Linked DNA regions of Gossypium hirsutum: region 1 is linked to region 2. The links are chromatin contacts, called in public Hi-C maps. All regions are on one chromosome and are shown on one strand. Each heading gives the region's core, a stretch centred on a gene start, on an enhancer-like site or on the middle of the called end of the contact. The rest is flanking DNA. Distances are from core to core; before and after follow the strand shown. Region 1 holds the start of LOC107889215 (BEL1-like homeodomain protein 1). Region 2 has its middle 37 kb from the start of LOC107889208.

Region 1 (3,663 bases), core at 353-2,852, 120 kb after region 2:
AAAGTGAAATAAAAATTGATGTGTTGGATGAATACAAGATATAAATGTAAATGGTGAAATATCATGATTTGTGTTGGACATTTATGGTGAGGAAAGTGATGATGCAAAATGAAAATAATTTTGGTAGCGGTCTTTTCTTATATAATTATTGGAGAAATGAGAAAATCAGCAGTGTGGTGTTGTTGGGCCACCTATTGATTGAAATCCAAGTCAAAGCTTTGACTGGACTTTTCCTGACTATCACTATGCTTTGGGTGATTTCATTCATTTATTTTTAAACTAATCATTCCTTCATAGTTAGGTTTATAAATCTTATTCTCTTCCAATTTTTAATTTTTATTATTATTTATCTTCAAACTATATTTTTCATTAACTAAAAAAGTATATTACTTTAATTTTAAATATAAAATTTTATTTATTTATATAATAAGTAAGTTTCTATTTCATGTATAAATAATATTTATATTAATTATATGGTATTTACAAACTATTACGATAAATTTATTAGTCATTATGAAAAGAAGAAGAAAATTGAAAATTGAAGAGCACATAGTATTAATTTTTTTACTGCTGCACAATTGTTTTAATAATAATTAGGAATTCATTTATTATAATATTTAAATTATCATAATATTTTAATTAAAATTATTATTTTATATATTTCCAATAGAGTTTTTAACCATACGAGTTAATTTAAGAAATCATGTGTCTCATTTATTTATTTATTAAATTATAAAATTTAAATATATAAAAACACCTTGGGACATTATGAACTTGTTGAAACAAAAAAAAAAAAGGTCTAGTACTTAACAAATAGACAAAGGTGATCATGAAATTGTGTAAAATTTTCAAAGTGCTGTTTATCTTCTACCCTTTATATCCTTTTTACTTTTGTAAAATAAAGAAGAAAAACTAAGCAAATGAAAGACAAAGAGATATATAGATAAATCTTTTAAAAAGGGCAAACATTACCCAATGGTGAGTGAGTCATTTCAATTTCTAATCAGTATACCTTTAACAAATCAAGTTGAGTCGAGTCCGAATATTATCAAGCTCGAACTTGACTTGAAATTCGAAATTCGATACTTTACTCGAGCTCAAGTGAACATTTATTTTTAAGCTCAAATTTTATTAAATTTATATTCGAGCTCGACTTAATAATTAAGTTTAGGATTAATAATATATATTTAAGGTAATAATATAAAAATATAAAAAGCTCGATAAAACTCACGAATCATTTAAAACAATTATCACTAAACTAAAATTTATCTCAAACTCAATAATTACCGAATCGAAGTTGAGTAACTCATTTACCCCCTCCCCTCTTGTTTTTCAACATTGATTTGTACATTAATAAGAAACCCTTTCTCTAGAAATATGGAAATTTCCTCCTTTTCCAGCGGCATGCTCCACTGTTAATTTTTTCACTTTCAAAATCTATTGTTGTTACCTAACACCATTAGAGCGATAAGATAATGAAAAGAAAGGGACCACAAAAAAAAATAGTGAAATTTATTTAATTAAAATTCCCTCCAATCACAAACCAGCACAAAGCCATATTTTTTGAAGGGTAAAAAAACCAAAAAAGAGAAAAAGAAAGGAAAAGAAAAAGTGGGTATCATTTTCGGTTGTTTTTTGCTTTGCATCTCTTTCTCTTTCTTTTATGTATTATCAATTATCATCATATATTTATGAACTGAAAGGGAAGAAAAATAGCAAAGAAATTTGAGTCTGACAAGATCTGCAAAACTATATACAGTCATACACCTAAAAGCCTAAAAAGACATAGTTTTTTTTTCTTTTGCTTCCATGATAGGCATTTAGACAGAACGTGTGCTGACTCTCACAGATATGCATCTTCTCTCGTGTGTTTTTAGCCATAATTGGATTGGAATATGGTACTTTGCCTGTCTCTGCAACATCCTTTGACGGCTTTCCTTTCCCCCTCCTCAATTCTTTTCCCTTTTCATTTTTATTCTTTATCTCATCTTTTTTTCCTTCGATTTTTCTTTTTTGTTTTTGTACGACTTTTAAGATCAAATCTATCATCTCAATACCTTAGTTTGAGATGGCGACGTACTTTCATGGAAGCTCAGATTTCCAGGCTGCTTCAGCTGATGGGATGCAAACGCTTTATCTCATGAACCCCAACTACGTTCCCTACGCTGACACACACCAACAACCATCGGCTGCCACTAACATGTTCTTCTTAAGCCCCACAAGCTTACCCCAAGCACCACCGCCTAACCATCATCAGCGTTTCCTTGGTCTCCCTCTCCCAACACCATCCACCGCCATCAAACCGCTCAATTCCGACGATCCCCACCGTCCATCCCCCCTTCAAGGTGTAGTCCCCGGTTTCCACTCTAACTTATGGGGTTCAAGTGTTGATCATCAGAATTCCCCAGGAAGTAGCCATCCGCAGGTTGTGTCGGCAGTAGCTACAGGAGATAACTCTGGTGGGTCCCATGATGTTGCGTCGCAGTCGGGGTTTCAACGGCCGGTGGTGTCCCCAAGGCAAGGTTTGTCCCTAAGTCTATCATCCCAACAAGTGGGTTATAGGTCAAGTAATAATGTTGAAACAGACATACAAGGACAACCTCAAGTTCCTACTATGTCACTGGGTGAAGATGTGAGGATATCAGGGAACTCGCCGTCGTCGGTTTCCGTTGTTTCGAATGGGATTTCTGGGGCTCAGAGTGTGGTTTTGGGGTCAAAGTACTTGAGAGCTGCACAAGAGCTTCTTGATGAAGTCGTTAATGTGGGGAAAGGGATAAAGACGGACGTGTCTGAGGGGACCAAGGAAGAGAAGATAAAGGTGAACAAAGAATCGGTGGCTGGAGAGGGTTCAAGCGCTGGTGAAAATGGGGCTAAACGTGGAGCTGAGCTCACCACAGCTCAAAGACAGGAGCTGCAGATGAAGAAAGCTAAACTTGTCAGTATGCTTGATGAGGTTCGCTTATTTATTTATTTTGTTCGTTTTAATTTCCATCCTATATTTGAAAGCCAAATTTACTGCTATTAGTTAAGATTATCATTAATCTCCCAAATCATGCACAGAACAAGTTCTCCTTCTACAACACTTTTACCGAAACCCTAATACCTATATATATATATTTCAAGCTCTTAAAACATTTTGTCTTCACAATACAAATTTTTAACATTTGGTAGCATCAGAATTTTCCAAATTTTAAATAAAATTATATTAACATCACTGTTTCAAAATAATTTTCACGGAACAGATAAGTAACTTTTTTACAACATAATTAAATACAAAATCTATATGAAAATTAAAACCCTGAGGTTATTTATCGTTTTTAAAAAGTTAAATTTTTTATAAATGGTATAAATTTTTTTAAAAATTATTATTACAAATTTATAAACAGTTTTTTATTTATACAATGGGTTAATTTTTTATTGAATAGATTTTACACAAGTAATTTTAATTCTTCAAATAATGGTTTTAAATTTTTTTTTAAAAAATACTACTAAAATATTCCTATGTTTAACAACAGTTTTAACATATATTAATAAACTTTGTCAAATAAAATATTAAAACACACTTACAAATTAATAACATATTTTAATCTTTTCTAAATCTACTGACTTTTTTTAATTTAATTTTATATTATTATTAAAGTGTTGTCCTTAAATATTGAATTC
Region 2 (3,517 bases), core at 30-2,529:
TAATAAATAATTTTTAAAATTTTAAAAAATTTAAAAAATTATTGAAACTATTGAAAAATATATATTTTTTAATTTTTTTATTTTTAAAAATTAATTAATCGTTAATATGGCATACACATGGATGCCACATTAGCAAAATTATAAATATTAATTTTTTTCATCCATTTTAAGATGATTTGATAAATAAAACAAATTCAAAAATTAAAAAAAACAAAATAATTAAATAAATGACTAAAACAAATTATTTTTTATAAAGTTGAATTACAAAATAATTCATTATTTCTTTTCAATTAGTTCAAAGAATACTTTCTTAAAATAAAATTCACAAACAATCATTATAGTTAGAATAAATTTGTTTTTTTTCCTCCCCTTCTTTTTTAATTTGTTTAAAAGTATCTAGTTGGTATATAAATTTGTATTTCATCACCTAGGTTGGTACCTCCATACTAACACTGTTAGTTTGTACTGACGTGACACTGATGATCAATCTTATAGTGACACATGACAACCTCTCAGTATGGCGTGTGGCGGACATATATTAAAAAAGTAAAAAATTTTAAAAATAAAAATTAATTTAAAAAATATAATTTTTTGACAAGTTCAGATACTTTTGGACAAGTTTTGATACTAAATAGGTACTTTTTGAACAAGTTTTGATACTAAATAGGTACTTTTGGACAAGTTCAAAGGGTATACTATATGTTAACTCTTAAAAAAATTAAGGTTGTTAAGAAATTGGGGCAATATGTGTGACGGAATATAAGTTCAGATGCCAACTAAATACTTTTTGGACAAGTTAAAAGGATAAATTATATGTTAACCCTATTTACAATGATATAAATCACCCAAAATGGTGAAGGTAAAAATAAAAAATAAAAAATTCCAACTTTTTTTCATATCTTTTTAGTTAAATATTATCTAAACTTTAAATTTTCACTTATTAAATTATATTCAATCTAATTTGATTTACCCATTAAAGTAAAAAAATATATGAATTTGTTTCATTTTAATCTGGATTTATCTTTATCTAAAATGATTAGAATTTAAAATGATTCAAAACTTAAATTGATCTAAAAAAAAATCCAAAAAGACCATAACTAAAGTATAATTTTAAAAAAATATTAATAACTTAAATTATTAATTTATTTTAATTTATATCTTGTAATTATATTTTTATTGTCATAAAATATGTAATTTCAACCTATTAAAACAGTATAAAAGGCTCAAACAACGATCAAGCTAGCCTAGGCAACCAAAAGGACCCACAAAAGGTTACTTGCCATTGCAGAAAAGGAGTGAGCCTAAAAGGCCTCATAAGGGGCCTTCTCCCTGCAAAGCCTGGAAGCTCGTATAAACATCGTCCTCATTCCTTTATGAAAGAGGAGGAAGTTTCCTTCAGGTCAAGCTGTTAAATAGATTATAACAGGGATCTAATAATCTTGAAAATGTAGAAAGGAGCTAATTTAAGCATCAGAAGGCACTCTAGAGGACAATCTCTGGCGCCCTTTGACTAGTTTTCTATCTTGCAGATCACTTGAAGCATTCCTCCAACCCACCATAAACCAGCGTGTTAAATTGGCATCAACAGTTAGTACCGTTTGTGCGAATCCCCTTTGAACAAAGGCTATGGATTCTCCAAGGAACACATCTTAACCATCACCAATATACAGAACCTTGAACCCTCATCATTACTCCAGACAACTGCACCCATGGTAGCTTTAAAAAGTCTTCACCCCCCCGACACTAAGTTCATCCAACAAAATCACTAGTTAAAATGATTACAAATTTTCGCAAAAACAACATAAACATTGAATCATCAACGAAATCATTTTTAGCAGCGAAGGTTGTCGCTTAAGTAACAACAGATTCAAAACCTAAGGTAGCCTCTAAAGCAACTTCCTTTGCAGCAATCATTATGTGGGCATTCTTCATTGCTTCTATAAAAGGATTTATCACGTCAAACCCCTCTAGCACAGGACATAACAATTCAAAAAAGACCCCAGTGAAGTCTAATGACCTAGGTATCGGTTGCACTTCTAAGAGCGTCCACACGTAGTAGCTAACCCTAGTTATGATTATCTGTTCCACCAGATCCTCTTCCCTAGTGATACTTCTTTATTGATGGAATTCAATTGATCCCTAGCCACGCGACGCTCTTCCTTTAGACGTCGTTTTGAAGCTTCCAACAAGGGGACTATATAATAAACATTTAATAAAAAATATACACCTCTCTATATTCACAAGTAAAAGAAAACTATATATTAAACTTTTCCTTCTCATCCTCTAAATCTAACAACTAAAAAAAATAATTATCAAGTAAAACAAATAACAACCATTTTTCGAGAAATTATTCAATATAAATATCATACTTTCATATTCATAAAGGCAATTACAAGTATTATAGGTTAATTAATTCAAATTTATGACACTTTATATCATTTTGTATCTTAAATTTAATTTTCAGTAATTACACTCTCTTGCAATTACAAATAATTGTAATTCCCTAAACGTATTTCGTTGATAGAGTGGGATTACATAATAATGCTCTGTATCATGTTTGGTAGTACAAATTATAATTACACAAAAACATATTTTATATTTTTAATAAATATTAATTAGTATAAAAAAATTATTTGTATGATAAAAATATTTTCTAAACCAGTTACAAAATTTAAAATCAAATCATCTTATGTATTACGTTAGTCCAAAAAAGTAGTTGATAATACAATTATTAATAAAAATAACAAGAAAAATAAACATCATATTCAATTTTATTTAATTGTTCTAATGCATATTTTTTATGATAAATGTATATTTTTCCATAACTTTAGAAATATATATTTTTTATTATATATAGCATGGACACATAAATAAGTTATGTTCATAATTCTTGGTGATAAATATTTATAAATAAATATATTATAACACTTTTATAACATGTAATTTTTTTTATAATAAATTTTTTGACCATAACTTTAAATTTTTTTTTAGGATTAATATATTTTTTGAACCTATGTGTTGCCTTGATGGTCAGGGTGTTCACCGCCCTAGGTGAACTTGGGTTCGAGTCGCGTTAGTTGTGTTGTTGCTAGGGCTTGGCCCTTCTCTTGTAATTCACCAAAAAATATTTTTTTGTTATAACATTATAAAATATACAAATTATTTTTATAATATAATTTTTTAAGTTTTATAATATAAGAAATGTCTGGAAATGTATCGAACCCGTAACCTATAACATCCTATGCATGGAACGCAACTACAACTTGAACTCAAGCCCCTCCAAAAAGGGAACTGGATGAATGGGAACTGGCTAGCCTCTATCCTTAGGACCTAGAATCCGCTATCCAAGGTAGGACGGACTCACCATAACTTTCTCAAACACTAATACATGTTCATGTTTATAATATAATTTTTATAAGTATAAAAATATTTTTTAAAAATTTAATTTTGGTGTGATTACTCCGATCCTCACCCTTCCCCTAAGAATTGGAAAGTTTAATTAGGGTGTTCAAATTAC

The links. Hi-C and Micro-C count contacts between places; a contact is called where the count stands out from the background.
Region 1: a contact with region 2 is called in a Hi-C map of leaf, with 1.8 times the contacts expected there. The contact joins the promoter of LOC107889215 here to the enhancer-like site in region 2. A contact is called at or near these places in 4 of 34 Hi-C or Micro-C datasets (all in leaf).

The regions. Positions count from the first base shown.
Region 1 is chrA09:66,460,043-66,463,705 of Gossypium_hirsutum_v2.1, forward strand. LOC107889215 (BEL1-like homeodomain protein 1) reads left to right here and starts at 1,603. Exons shown (of 5, transcript XM_016813570.2): 1 at 1,603-1,898; 2 at 2,036-2,953. The coding sequence starts at 2,069.
Region 2 is chrA09:66,342,767-66,346,283 of Gossypium_hirsutum_v2.1, forward strand. No RefSeq gene overlaps it. Among protein-coding and RNA genes, the nearest start is that of LOC107889208, 37 kb to the left of the region's middle. Within about 2 kb of position 1,280, at least 7 of the 9 cell types and tissues checked have an H3K27ac peak or open chromatin away from gene starts, as enhancers often do. A contact at or near this core is called in leaf, where this site is marked.